Linked DNA regions of Ovis aries: region 1 is linked to region 2. A link is a contact called in public Hi-C data. All regions are on one chromosome and are shown on one strand. The core of a region is the stretch at or near the end of the contact, and the rest is flanking DNA. Distances in the headings are between cores, read along the strand shown. Region 1 holds the start of TMEM115 (transmembrane protein 115). Region 2 holds the start of CISH (cytokine inducible SH2 containing protein).

What was found. A called contact is a pair of places that touch in the nucleus more often than the background predicts.
Region 1: a contact with region 2 is called in a Hi-C map of blood, with 3 times the contacts expected there. The contact joins the promoter of TMEM115 here to the promoter of CISH in region 2. A contact is called at or near these places in 2 of 16 Hi-C or Micro-C datasets (blood and mixed tissues).

What each region holds. Positions count from the first base shown.
Region 1 is chr19:50,039,581-50,046,280 of ARS-UI_Ramb_v3.0, forward strand. TMEM115 (transmembrane protein 115) reads left to right here and starts at 1,923. Exons shown (of 2, transcript XM_004018437.6): 1 at 1,923-3,204; 2 at 5,870-6,661. The coding sequence starts at 2,354. The coding sequence ends at 6,074.
Region 2 is chr19:49,801,796-49,809,074 of ARS-UI_Ramb_v3.0, forward strand. It overlaps CISH (cytokine inducible SH2 containing protein), which reads left to right and starts at 1,533. Exons shown (of 3, transcript XM_004018434.4): 1 at 1,533-1,683; 2 at 4,928-5,148; 3 at 5,390-6,970. The coding sequence starts at 1,664. The coding sequence ends at 5,913. HEMK1 (HemK methyltransferase family member 1) reads right to left here. Exons shown (of 13, transcript XR_009597448.1): 13 at 6,902-7,279.

The sequences.
Region 1 (6,700 bases), core at 673-3,172, 240 kb after region 2:
GACTGGGGCCTAGTGAGCAGGTCCTCCACGTGGAATGAAAAGTGAATACCCAGTCCAAGTCCATGGCCTGGTGTTGGAGGGCCACTTTGGCTGTCTGGAGGAAGCCAAGTTCTGCCTACCCCCTGCAAGCATGATGGGTGCTCCTTCCCAGCCCAGCGGAGGCCTGGGCCTCTCTGGCCACTGCTGCTCACACTAGAACACAGCTCTGAATACTTTTCAGCAAATCCTCTCAGGCCTCCCTCTGGCAAGCCCTACACCCTTGTTCATTTTAATCCTAACTCTTACTAGTGAACCCTACTGTGCAACCTTTGTGTTCAAGGGGAAAGACAACCACCAGTGCAGAGGTTTTCCACTGACACTTAACTGTACACATTCCATACTCTGCACTCACCCAGCTGAGTCCTCACCACAACCTTAAGAGTTAGATACCAGTTTATCTCCATACTTCTGGTGAGCAAATTGAGACTTAGGAGAAATCCTTCCTCCCAGATGCAAGAAACCACCAAAGGTTTCTAAGATGAGGTTGCCTGTGGCTGAGGAACCTCGGATGCTAAATAAATGAAAGGAGGCATTCGAGGCGTTAGTGAAGACACCTTTCCTCACCCTCCACAATGGTTGGCCACATAGCAAAGACTAGCAGTCCCTGAGACAGCTCCCATGCTCGGCAACAGCCCCAGAGGTCCTGGGTTAGATCTGCCATGTGAAATACAGAACATCTAATCTGACTGGGATTTCAGATAATTAATATTTTTTAGTATGTTCCCAACATTGCATGGGACATAACTATAAAAATTGGAGTCACATGTATCCTGAAAAAATTGTTTATCTGAAATTCAAATCTCATTGGCCTGTATTTTGATTTGCTAAATCTAGCAACCCTACCCCTGCGTAGCATCCAGCGGGAACCCAGACCCCAAAGTTAAGGCATAGCAACACGTGTGATTTGGAAGACTATGCACACATCAGCAGTTGTACTGCTGGTGGAAAGGAAGGGATTCTGTACTTTTAAAATGTGCTTTGTTACATAATTAATTATATGCACATTTTAAAAATCCAGTTTTGCACAGGTAGCTTCAGGTGGCTGCTTGAAGCCACCACTGCAGTGAGACAGGGGTCCAAGGCCAGCCTGATTCAAGTTTGTGTGGAGAGACCTCTCCATCAGGATCATCCATTGACTGGGTGAGGAAGAGTCATTGAGAGAGGTCCTGCCTCACCCCTTTTGGGGCTGGAGACCGGAGTTCAAGTGTGGGCTCCACCTCACTTGTACACAAGGGCAGCATGGGCAGCACACTCGCTGAGCAACCAGGGTGGACTGCATTTTACATCCCAGTCCCCTTGGATCCTCACGGTAGGTCCCGTCATCATCTCCATTCAACGGTCCATGAAACTGAGTTTCAATAAAGTTCGGGAATTTGGCCAATGCCACGCATCCGTCAGATGACAGAGCAAGAATTCCAACCTGGGTCAGGCATACACCCGACCGTGGAAGTTCCAGGAGTTCGCGCCCGGTCATCCAACATTCTTAACTCGCACACCTGCCTACAAGGACACACCCACTCAGATGTACGGTCAGACATGGAGCCACGCCTCCCGGGAAATTCAGAAAGTGCATGGCGTGCAGCTGTGCAGCCGCTGGTTCTCGCGGCTCTCCAGAGGTCATTCGCCTTCCCCCCACGTCTGGAGAACCGGCGACCACGGTCCTGAGCACTACAACTCCCAAGCACACCCGCCTCTCCCGCCGCACAGCCTCCTGGGACTTGTTCTACCCAGAGCCCTGATCGCCGCAGGTCCCAGTGTGGCCGAGGACTTCATGTCCCAGCATGCCGCGGAGCCGCAAGGCCGACGCTCAGAGGGCTTCCTGCCTCCGTCGGGGGCGCGCAGGCGCAGCGCCCTGTTTGTCGGCGCCTGAGAAGGGAGGAGGTACTGTCGAAACCGAGACCGAGGCCGAGGCGGAGCTGACCAGACTTGACTCCGGCCCAGAACTAGTCTCCGCGCCGCGCGGACCGTAAGAGGCCCCAGAGTGGATGGAGGAGATCGAGCCCTGAGATCACCGCCAGCCCGGTCGGCGCTGTGGCCACACAGGGCGGGCGGGCAGGCGGTGGTGCCTAAGCTGCTCGGGGCCTTTCCTCAGATTCCCCGTCGAGGGGCCTAGGCCCCGGCCCCGCGACCGACCAGGCCCGGCTCTGCCCTTTGGGACCGGAGTCGACCCGACCGGAAGTAGAAGCCTTCACCGGGGCCATAGGCCAGTGACTAGGTCGGGCCCGGGCCTCCCGTCGGGGCCGGACTGGGAAGAGGCCCCGGGGAGGCCCCTAGCCCACTAAACCCTTCCCTCAGGCCAACGCCCGCGAAGAAGATGCAGCGCGCCCTACCGGGCGCCCGCCAACACTTGGGGGCCATTCTGTCCAGCGCCAGTGTGGTGGTGAAGGCTCTGTGCGCGGCGGTACTATTTCTGTATCTGCTGTCCTTCGCCGTGGACACGGGCTGCCTGGCGGTCACCCCAGGCTACCTCTTTCCGCCCAACTTCTGGATCTGGACCCTGGCTACCCATGGGTTGATGGAACAGCATGTGTGGGATGTGGCCATCAGCCTGGCCACCGTAGTGGTAGCTGGACGTTTGCTGGAGCCCCTCTGGGGGGCCTTGGAGCTGCTCATCTTCTTCTCAGTGGTGAACGTGTCTGTGGGGCTACTGGGGGCCTTCGCCTACCTCCTCACCTACATGGCTTCCTTCAACTTGGTCTACCTTTTCACTGTCCGCATCCACGGCGCCCTGGGCTTCCTAGGTGGTGTCCTGGTGGCACTCAAGCAAACCATGGGGGACTGTGTGGTCCTGCGAGTGCCCCAGGTGCGTGTCAGTGTGGTGCCCATGCTGCTGTTGGGGCTGCTGCTGCTGCTGCGGCTGGCCACACTGCTCCAGAGCCCGGCACTGGCCTCCTATGGCTTTGGGCTGATCTCCAGTTGGGTGTATCTTCGCTTCTACCAGCGCCATAGCCGAGGCCGAGGGGACATGGCCGACCACTTTGCTTTCGCCACCTTCTTCCCCGAGATCCTGCAGCCTGTGGTGAGCCTGCTGGCAAACCTGGTGCATGGCCTCCTGGTCAAAGTAAAGATATGCCAGAAGACAGTGAAGCGCTATGATGTGGGCGCCCCATCCTCCATTACCATCAGCCTCCCAGGCACAGACCCTCAAGATGCAGAGCGGAGAAGGTACTGTGAAATCTTCCAAAACCTTGTTGAGCTAGGAGAATCTTACAGATCAGGTCACATTCCATCTTTTGAGGTGCTTGCTTGCTGTATGTAGGCTGGCAGCTGTATGCAGGCTTACAGTAAGATGTTGGGGGCAGACTCAGAGAAAATCCAGTTTGTGGCCTTGATCTCAACACTTCGGTATCTGGGCTGCATACGTTGCTTTCCAAAATTAGGGAGTAAAAGTTGTCTTTCTCACCACTCAGGGTGCTTAAGTTTCAAGAAACGCCCTGCTTCCTTTTGAACTGTGTGAGGACTAGTGGAGAGCCAGGTACATATAAGCCTGGCCTTGTCTCAGAATCTTGGCATTCTTGACACTGGTCCTGTGGGAGCCAGAAGCAACCCGCTGGTCCTTTTTCCCCTGTGAGAGAGGGACAGGGAAGGAGACCTGGGATCCTTCTGAGGTGGTTGGGGCCACCCCAGTTTCCAAGTGCTGGACTCCACCCTCTTCCTGGGCCTTAAATTCAGATGTCGTGCTTCTTTGCAGCTTATTTATTAACAGGGAAGCCTGGGGTATAACTAGACTTAGACAACCACTGGCCCATGTACACCGACTCTGGCAGGCATGTGTCACCAAACCCAGGGGACAGCCACGTGACCCACCGAGGGAGCCTGCTGACCACACCAGGGAATGGAGACAGCCTTTTCATTATCTGTAAACCAAGCCATCTGCACCATCAGGAGTCTCAGCTGAATTATTCACTTACTGCACCTTGGCCAGGGCAAGACAGATCTTTTTTTAATCCATTTCTTTCTCTCTCCCAGGCCTATGGACTCACCAGAGTGGGCACAGCTCTGTTTCTAACATTATTCTTGAGTGGTTTTTGTTGTTGTTTGCGTTTTTGTTTTTTTATGCAATTACTTGAATTGTGAAATCTAGAGCAGGTTCTGTTCCAACTCTGTGCATTTGTAAAAGGCTTCTGCTTTTGCATACCTGTGAGATGAGTTCTTAGCAGGCAACTTTACAAATTCAGCTGGACTTGTTCCAGTGCTTCCTCTCCACTGGGGCTTTGGCGTGTGGGACACACCCCTCTCCTGAAGGAGTTTCCAACTAGAGAAGGCCAGATTACTGTGGCCCAAGGTGCCAGGTGTTAGTACACATGGCATGCCACAGAGCTTGATTGTGGGCCTTACAGTTTGTGTCTCCGTGGCTCTCAATCCTAGAGACTGAGTTCTTTATTAATCTTTAACCTTAACTGGTGGAGGAGATGCAGCCAGAAGGGCTGGGCCTAGTGGAAACTGAACTGTTCTCAGAGATGTTCGGGTGATCCCAGTCCACAGTGGTGGCCCCTCCTCTAGTGAGAAATCTTGGATTGTTAGGGTTGGCTGGACATTCGAAAAAACTTCACAGCCCCAAGAAACTGGACAGTGGGAGGCATGTTGGGGTGTGGTGTCAGGAAGGGGGTTCCTGGCATAGCCTTGTGGTTGTTACCTTGCTTCGGGATAGGGGTCACTTTACCAAGCAGTTTGATCTCTTGCTGCATGCCACACTCCCTGCCCCAAAGAGCCAGTAATAGTGGGAGCAGGGTTTCCCTTCTTTGACCCTTGTGACGGAGTGATGAGCATGCCACTACCTCGGCAGGTTTTAAACAGAATTGGCAAGGCAGTCTCCAGAATGGGAGCCTGGGTAGTAGAGGGAAGGACTGTTCTGTCTGTGCCAACTTGCCATGATGCCAGGCTGAAGGACAGGGTGGAGTGCTGGGGCTTTGCGTGCCTGTCTTCTTGTTGCTCCTCCTGTCATGTCCCCTGGCATGGTGGAGATTTTGGTTTTCTTCTGGAACATGGAAGGCTATATGGGTCTCCCATGCTGGTGGCAGAAGGGGTCCACAGTGACCACTATGAGGAGTGCTCCCTGGCAGCATGAGCAGCCCACCTCCTGATGGGCAGGGTCCCAGGTCCTTGTATATACCTTCTTTTAGCGAACTTCCCCACTTCCCTTCAGGGTGGGGTCTCCAGGGGTCTGCCCAGTGGAACCAGGCCTGGCCTGTGCCCTACCCACATGGGCTGTTTTTCCTTCCTCTCTTCCCGCTAGGAAACTATGTGTTCCTGCTCTAACCCAGGTCTTGGTGGTGTTGGGGGTTCTTCTGGGAAAGCCAATGCTAAGAGTCAGTTAGGAGGGGTGAGCTAACCCAAGTTGGCCCTGCTTTCCCAGGCTGAGAGCCAAGGCAAGGACTCAAGTTCCAAACCTCCCCACAGACCCTTGCCAGGGGGTTCACAACACTCCTGACAAGGAGATGGGGAGAAGTTATGCCTTCAGTGTGATGCTGGTGCCCAGCAGAAATTCATGCGTCCAGGGATCTGCCCTGGGTCGCAGTTCTGCCTAGCCTTAGGCACCATCCTCAGAACCATGTCGGGCTGGCCTAGGGGCAGCCTGGTGGGCACCCAGCATTCTCAGCCTGAAGGTGTCCAAACTATGGAGGGAGTGCTCTACAGCTTTTGGGTCCTCATTTGGATGGCAGAGTCCTAATCGGATCCCTGGGGAGCCCTGGGCCCTGCAATGGGGAAGAACACATAGGATTTTGAGAGGCATGTGAGCAGTAAGGCAAGTCAGTTTCCTGAGGGAAAGAATACAGGGCATGAACCACGTTCAGACCCATAGTGACCTGTCATCTTTCCCTGGCCCCAGGCAACTGGCTCTGAAGGCCCTCAACGAGCGGTTGAAGCGAGTGGAGGACCAATCCGTCTGGCCCAGCATGGACGACGATGAAGAGGAGGCTGGGGCCAAGATGGATAGCCCCGTGCCATCAGACAAGGCCCCCACACTCCCAGGGAAGGGGGCCGTCCCAGAATCCAGCCTGATCACCTTTGAGGCAGCTCCCCCAACGCTGTAACTCTAGACCACCTTGAGTGTAGCACCTCCTCTCCCAAGCCCCCTTTGACACCCTCTCAGCTACTCCAGGGCACTGACTGCTCTGAGGAGAGGGAAGAAGGCCTGCTGCGGGTTGCCACAGCCTTCTGCTCTTTCTCGCCAACACTACCCAGGACTCTTGCTCCTGGTTCCAGCTCCAGACAACCACTCTGCCAGGCATGGGACCTCTGAAGCGTAGGCAGCCCAGGCCATCTGAGGTAAGACTGCACCTCAGCAGGCAGCCTCAAGCAAGTGGCTGCACAGACACTGGTGCCGTGGCTCCTGGGCCAACCCGCACACCTGACACTGGTTGCTGAGAGCCCTGAGCCAAGGCAAGGATTTGCCAAAAACATTCTGGGGGTCCAGCCAGTGCAGGAGCCAGCGCAGGGCTGCTGCACATCGCTGCCTGCCCCCAGAAAGACTACGCTCATGTCAAAATTTCTGATTCCCTCTGCTGTGGCCATGGCTGCTTCCAGCCCAGAGCAGCCACAGCTCCCAGGTATTTTCTACAGGACCACTTGAGTGGGCAGCCAAGCCCTGCCTCGCAGTATCAATAAAGCAGTTCTTTGAGGTATGGCTCCTGGGCTCCGTTAGACCACCTTGTGCAGC
Region 2 (7,279 bases), core at 283-2,782:
TCATGAGAAGTGAGTTTCATCAAGTCATTTCTCACATGAACCAATTATTTTTGTAATGTTGTCCTGCATCGTGGCCTTTTGCTTTTGGATCCCTCAGTCTTCCATCCCCTCCCAGGCAGGACAAACTCAGCCCTGTCTGCCCTGGGGAAAGCCTGGATACTACCATTTATGCCTCTGGACACTGCCAGGAGCCTGTCATCCCTGCTAGGGGACCTGAAGTTTACCTTCTTTTCTGGGAACTTGGGGGGTACACACTGGGAAGGTGGGATGGACCCTACCACTGCTCCAATTCTCTCATCTCCTGGCCCACGGGCTTCGAGGATATGTGAGCAGCCCCTTTAAGGATGCTTCTCGGTGAGTCCAGTGAATGGGAAAAGGTGGAAAGGATCAATGGTAGGGGATGTTCCCTGGGGCTCAGCAATAATGGGAGAAATACCAGCTATTGAGGATCGCACGTACCAGGTGCTCCGTGTAGATGGGAGAGGCTGTCACTGTTCCTCCGCTCTACTTTTATCCCCTAGCTTCAGTTTATCGCTGGGGGTTTGGAGCTCCAGGTCTCTCTCCCATATTTTTAGGGGGCCCACCAAGCCAGAGACACATCTAAACTGTCCTGTGAGGAGAGCTGGGGGCTCTTTATCCTTGCCTGTCTCCTCAAGTTGGTAGTCATTTCCTCCCTGATTGGAGGGCTGGCCAGAGGCCAGCTTAGGGCCGAGACTGGATGGCCCCACAGAGTGCAAAGGTTGGGATGGTGCCTTCTTCCGCAACTCCCAGGGGAAACCTTCTCGCTTGGATCCTATTGGCTGCAGTGGCCTCAGGCTTGACCTCCGTGAACCTGCTTGGATCTGGATACTCCCTCTGAATCCCTTTTTTCCCCTAATGTTTCTCTCCAAACCATAACCCATGCCACCCGCCTCCCCACACAGGGTCCAGGGGTCCGAGTGCAGCCTATAGGGGGCGCCTGCACACCAGCACACCGCCTTGGAGGAGCCACTAGCTGGGCGGACAGACCCGTGGCCGCGCCCTCGTGCTGCCACCGGTCCTATCCAGAGATAAGCGGGCCTGTCGCTAACGAAGCGGAGTGCCCCGAAGGAAATCTGAGCTCAGGTAGGTAAAGCACCGGCCTCTCCCTAGCCCTATTCAACTTGGTTTTCACCGGTTGGTCTCTAAGTCATGCCCAACCCCCTTGGCTCACGTCAGCCTCGAATCCAAGCGCTCTAATTGGCCCTCCCTGACCACTCGGCCCCACCTCCTGCACTGCGACTGGTCGGCGCGCAGGGCCCCGCCCCATTTTCCTGGAAAGTTCTTGGAAATCTGTCAAAGGTGTTTCCTTTAGCGACCCTCAGCCCCAGACTAAGGGAGCCGGCGCCCCCCACCCGCGCCCCTCGCCGCCAGACAGCACAGCCGGCGGTTCTAGGAAGACGTCGCTTCCGGGAAGGGCTGGGACACAGAGGACAAAAGATTAGGCTGTTCGCCCCGCCCTGTCCTCCAGGCCCGCCCCCCGCGCCCTCCCGGCGCGCCCGCGAAGCCACCTCACAGTCCCGGCCCGCCGCCCGTGCATCCCGGGAGCCTGCCCTGCGAGCGCGATCCGCGCCCACTGGCTCACTCCACCCGCCGCCGTCAGGCCGAGCCTCAGCTCCGGAGCAACAGCTGCAGCTGCCGGGACATGGTCCTCTGCGTTCAGGGGTAAGTGCGGCTCTCTGCCCCAGCCCAGCTCCGCGCCGGGACGCGGCGGAGAACTGGCCTCGTGCTAGCCACCGAGTATTAAGAGGACTTGATTGGAGAAAGACCTCGGGAGTGTGATAACAAAGAAAGGTGACAACATCGTCACCACCTCTACTGGCACTGTGGGTACGGAAACTGGGGGTCAGCTAGCGACAGGAGAAACACAGGGGAAACAGCTTGGGTTCTGGCTGGAAAAGGTGGACGCTTCAGGCAGCGCCTCCTCCCAGACGTGGCTCACTTGCCCAGCCGTTCTGGATCGGGAGCGCTCTACCCTGGCCTGCCAGCCCAATAACCTACTGTGACCATGGGCCAGCCCTTGCCCCTTTCTGTCCTGCCATCCACTCTCCTGCCTCAGGCTCGCAGTTAGGCTCTTCTTGGGAAACCAATCCGAGATCCTTACCTCTATCCAGGTTGGCACCTGCTGAACAAGCAGCTCTTGGAAGAGACTAGGCTTGACCCAGCCCTGTCTGAGGCCCCCCTCACAATGGCCTCATCCCTACTCTCAGTCCGATATGGGATCCCAATGTGAGAAGTGCCTTGGCTCCTGCCTCCCTTCTCCAAGTTTCCCAAAAACTTGCGGCAGCGGGGGGGGGGGGGGGCAGGCTTATAAGACAGTCTTGGCTTCAGCTGAGCATTCTTAACACATTCCTTTTGACCAGAACCTCAGCGTCCCCTTCAACCAAGGGTCTGATGCTCTCCAGACTCATCTGACAGGAGCTCAGAAGCTCCAGGGTGAGTGAAAGGAGATGTGAGTGGGTGCTCCACAGCCAGAGAGAACTAGGTGGCCCAGTGACTGCTGTTATCAAAACTGGTATGGTAGCAAGTGAGGAAGGGTGGAAGGTGGGGCAAGGCTGAAGTGCCCCCAGCTCTGAACAGTCCTGCTTCCAGCACCTGGAGGTGCTAGGAAGACTGTACCTGCTTCAGTTTCTCCCTGATCATCTCCAGCGTCTCCCTTTCTCCTCTCTGCACTTTGGGACTCCCGGACACCTTCCCCCACGCTCCTGCCTTGGTTCACAGGACCCCAGCCAATTCTGGGGCCCCACACTCTCTCACTTTGCTCCAGCTGAAGGCCCCCTTGGAATATCAGTGCATCAGGCCAGTGGTCTTGTCAGGGAGCAAGACCAGCTAGTGCTCTCCTGAGCCGGGGAGCAGGAATTCCCACCTGTAGGTTTGGGGTGTCAGCTTTGCTGAGGGCTACCTGCTCAGGGCTGAGTTTGCTTCACTAGTTTATGTCCCCAAACAGAATGCACAGGCTGGGCTGCGCAGCAGGCACCCTCACATACTGGCCACCTACACCTGGAGCACCACAGCCATCACCGCCACCACGACACAATAACACAGCTGTGGACACACCCCTCCCCAGATATATATAGTCACTCACCAGGAGCTTGTGGTGACCAATACAGCCGCTCACACATCCAGATATCATATCATCATCCCTAGAGGTCCCTACACCCACATATGCTAAGCTGTTTGGACATGGCCACCCCCAGAGACTATCTGGTCTGATTGGCTAACCACCTTCTATAGTCCTAGAAGGCTCCCTGGCCTGAGCTGAGCTCTGGGACCCAGTAGGGAGGCCCTCAGCCAGTTGCTTGGATCTCAGCCTCCAGCTCTTCTAGAGGGAGTCCAGAGCTCCCGCAGTGCAGCCAGAGTGGGAGTGAAGAAGGGTCACCAGGCTATGGTATGCCAGGGTCTTATGGCCCCTTCTTCTCACGAGCAGTTGCTGGCCCCTATCTGTTAAAATCTTCTAAGAGTCATCTATAACTTACATGGTCAGATCTGGTTCCTCTCCCTGGCTCCTGCCGCCAGCTCCTGCCTACCTCTTCCTGCCGCGTAAACAATACCTGGCAGTGTTTCCCAATGTCGTCATCTCGGCCTGTGGTGCCTTCACTGCTTCTTCCTCTGGCCTGAGACTCAGCTCAGGAGCAGGCTGACCCTGACTCCCCTGTAACATCCTTTGTTTTTTTATGACTTTGGGTTATGAGCACTCCTTTAGGGCAGGGGCCAAGGTTACATGATCCTGATGTCTTGAGGCCTGGCAGAGAACCAGACCCAGAACTGAGATCCGAGGATTTCTTTTGTGACGAGTGGGAAAGGACTGGCAGTCTCTTCCACGGGAACCAGGGCCATGCTGCTCACTCCCAAGAACCCCCAGGATCACTGCACTGGGTGGGCTTCCCTTAAAGAGAAGCTACTACTCAGACTGGGGCTGGTTCAGCAACCCAATTCTAGTCATCTGAGAATATGGTGTGGCCCAACCCCTCAGTGTCTGGGCTGGGATGACCGCTCACTGGGGCAGCAGGGAAGTGGACCTCTAGTGAAGAGCAGTGTTTGCTAAAGATCACGGTGTCTGGTAGGGCAGGCTTGTCAGAGTGGGATCTGGAATGTGGGATGAGTACCCTGCCCTTTGGTGGGAGCTCATATTTATGGGAGGTGGAACTTAATGCCTTTAGAGGCCACTGTGTACCCGAGACCCTCAGCTGGGAGGAGGAGAGAACAGGATGGGAGTCTGACCTGTTCGGGGAGATAATTCTAGCCTCTAAGGCCTGGCCAGTGTAGAGCAAGGTCCCTCTGACAGACACTGTTGTCCATGGGGAGGTAGCATGTGACCCATCCCTTGGCTCAACCAGGACCATGCATTTAATCAGCCACCTCTGCCAGGAGGGCACCATTGTGGGGCCTCTTTGCACTGGATCCTGTCTATATGGTGGGAACCCCAACTGGCCACTGTGAACTAGGGATGCCTACAGGGAATGATCTATGGATTTGGTTGGTACAAAACAGAAGAGAGATTACAGATGGCTCTTTGTCCCTGCAGATGTGAAACCTGGGGATACAGAGGGCCCGTGTATTCATTGTACTGCCCCATTCATACAAGGGACTCAAGCATCCACAGGTTCCATCTCCTGGAACCATCTCCCCGTGGATACTGGCTCCAACTATAATTGCTCTTTGATAAATGCAGGAGGGTGGGACAGTCTCTTTCAGAAGGGGGTTCATATGTGGGGGAGGTCATCAAGGGAGCCTTTTGTGCTGACAAGTGGGAGGTGGAATACTAGTCTCATGACGGAGCAGAGGGGAAATGGGGGCTCACAGTGAGAAAGACTCGCCAGAGGTCACGTAGCCAGTCTGGGGCAGAGGGGCTCTCTGGAAATGGAGAGAGCACAGGGTCTCCACTCACTGCCCACGCACCTCCTTCTAGACCTTGTCCTTTGCTGGCCGTGGAGCAGACTGGGCAGCGGCCCCTGTGGGCCCAGTCCCTGGAGCTGCCCCAACCAGTTATGCAACCTTTGCCTGCTGGCGCCTTGCTGGAGGAGGCAGTAGAGGAGTCCCCAGGCCAGCCAGAGAGGGAGCCCAAGGTGGTGGACCCCGAGGAGGACCTGCTGTGCATAGCCAAGACCTTCTCCTACCTTCGGGAATCTGGTGAGTCTGAGGAGGGCGGAGGAATTGTCCTGGGAAGTCTGACTGGGGAAGATTAGCTCTGCCTGTTGAGTTTAATTTGAGAGGCAAGCCCTTGGCCAGAAGAGTCTGACCAGAGGGAAGGGCCCCAGCCCTCCCCAGGGAGAGGTGAGGAGAAGAAGCTGAGCCCTGCCATTCCCTGGGTTGGTGCACCCAGCTACTTTCCACTGTGACCAGTTGGTTCCTCTCCTGTCCACTTGCCTAGGCTGGTACTGGGGTTCCATTACAGCCAGTGAGGCCCGGCAACACCTTCAGAAGATGCCAGAGGGCACCTTCTTGGTACGTGACAGCACCCACCCCAGCTACCTGTTCACACTGTCCGTCAAGACCACCCGCGGGCCCACCAACGTGCGCATTGAGTACGCCGACTCCAGCTTCCGCCTGGACTCCAACTGCCTGTCCAGGCCGCGCATCCTGGCCTTCCCAGATGTGGTGAGCCTGGTCCAGCACTACGTGGCCTCCTGTGCCACAGACACCCGGAGTGACAGTCCCGACCTTGCTGCCACCCCGGCCCTGCCCACCCCGAAGGAAGATGCGCCTGGTGACCCAGCCCTGCCCGCCACGGCCGTTCACCTAAAACTGGTGCAGCCCTTTGTGCGCAGGAGCAGCACCCGAAGCCTGCAGCACCTGTGCCGCCTCGTCATCAACCGTCTGGTGGCCGACGTGGACTGCCTGCCGCTGCCCCGGCGCATGGCTGACTACCTCCGACAATACCCCTTCCAGCTCTGACCCAGCCGAGCAGCCGCCTGGCCTCACCCAGCTGGACCCTGGAGGGGACATGGGCCCCAGCTGGACTTGGGCTCCCACGACCCCTCCTCCAGTCATCCTGGTACCCGTGCGCATCTGGCAGCTAGACCAGGAACGGTCCGCAGGAACAAGGCTGGGGGTCAGCGGCCAGGGAAAGTGTCACAGGACTTGGAGGCCAGCGCCCCCCGCTCCCATGTGACTCCATTGTGGTGGGCTATATGTGTCAAAAGAGAGGGCACTGGCAGGACCTTGTCTCAACCCTGTGGGCTGGACCCAGTCCCCCACTCACCTGCTGTGGACTCCTGAACTGCGTAGACTTGGCCGACCCCGGTTTCTTCATCCACAGGGTGGGGCGGGCCCCTTCCTTCCAGCTAGCCAGCTTCTGTCTCGGAGGTATATCAGCCAGAGGAACCAAGGTTGATGGTGACAGTCCCCAGGCGGGGGCACAGACCAAACTGGGGGACAGCACAGTTATATAGTATTTATTTATTTATTCTCCCTGGGTTGGTCTCGGGGTGAGCCGAACCCTCCTCTCTGCCCTGAGCACTCCAGAGGCCCCAGACTGGCCCCAGCTTCTCTGGTTCCTCCTACCCTGAGATGCGCTGCTGGACCCAAGGTGGGCCTGCATGTCCTGGCACTAACCCATCCACCTGAGAAGCAGTCCTTCTCCTCGGCCTCCAGCCCTGTGTTGGGAGGATGGGTGAATAAACGAACGTGGCGCCAACATATTAGCACCCAGCAGAGCCTGCCACTCACCCCCTCCAGGGCCAAGCCCTGTCTGCACAGAGCTGGTCTCGCCGTGGCACAGGCCCTGCCCGAGGCGGGGGCCGGGTCAGGGAGTGGCATGGTTGTTGGAGGACCACCGCTCCAGCTCTGCTGGGTCTGCTTCCTGCCCAGGAAAGTGCGTTCACACAAGAGAGGGAACGAAACTCCATATCCGATGAGACTTTATAAGATAATTACTACTTAAAACAGTTTGGTAGTCTTTTTATTTTCACTGCTTTTTCTGTAATGACAATAAAATTGTACCTTTCATGTATGGAGCCCTCAGAAGGGCCTTTTTTGAGTCGTATACCATTTGCCCTTTCGATCTTACTGTCAGTATCCCCCACTTTACATCTGGGTCAGCAGAGGCCCAGAGACCTATGCGGCTGAGCCGGCCCTGCTAGGGCACCCAGTAAAGAGTGGAGAGGGTTGTCATTGTTGTCCAGTCACCAAATGGTGTCCGACTCTTCATGACCCCATGGACTGCAGCACACCAGGCTTCCCTGTCCCTCACCGTCTCCCAGGGTTTGTCCAAGTCCATGCCCACTGAGTCGGTGATGCCGTCCCACCATCTCATCCTCTG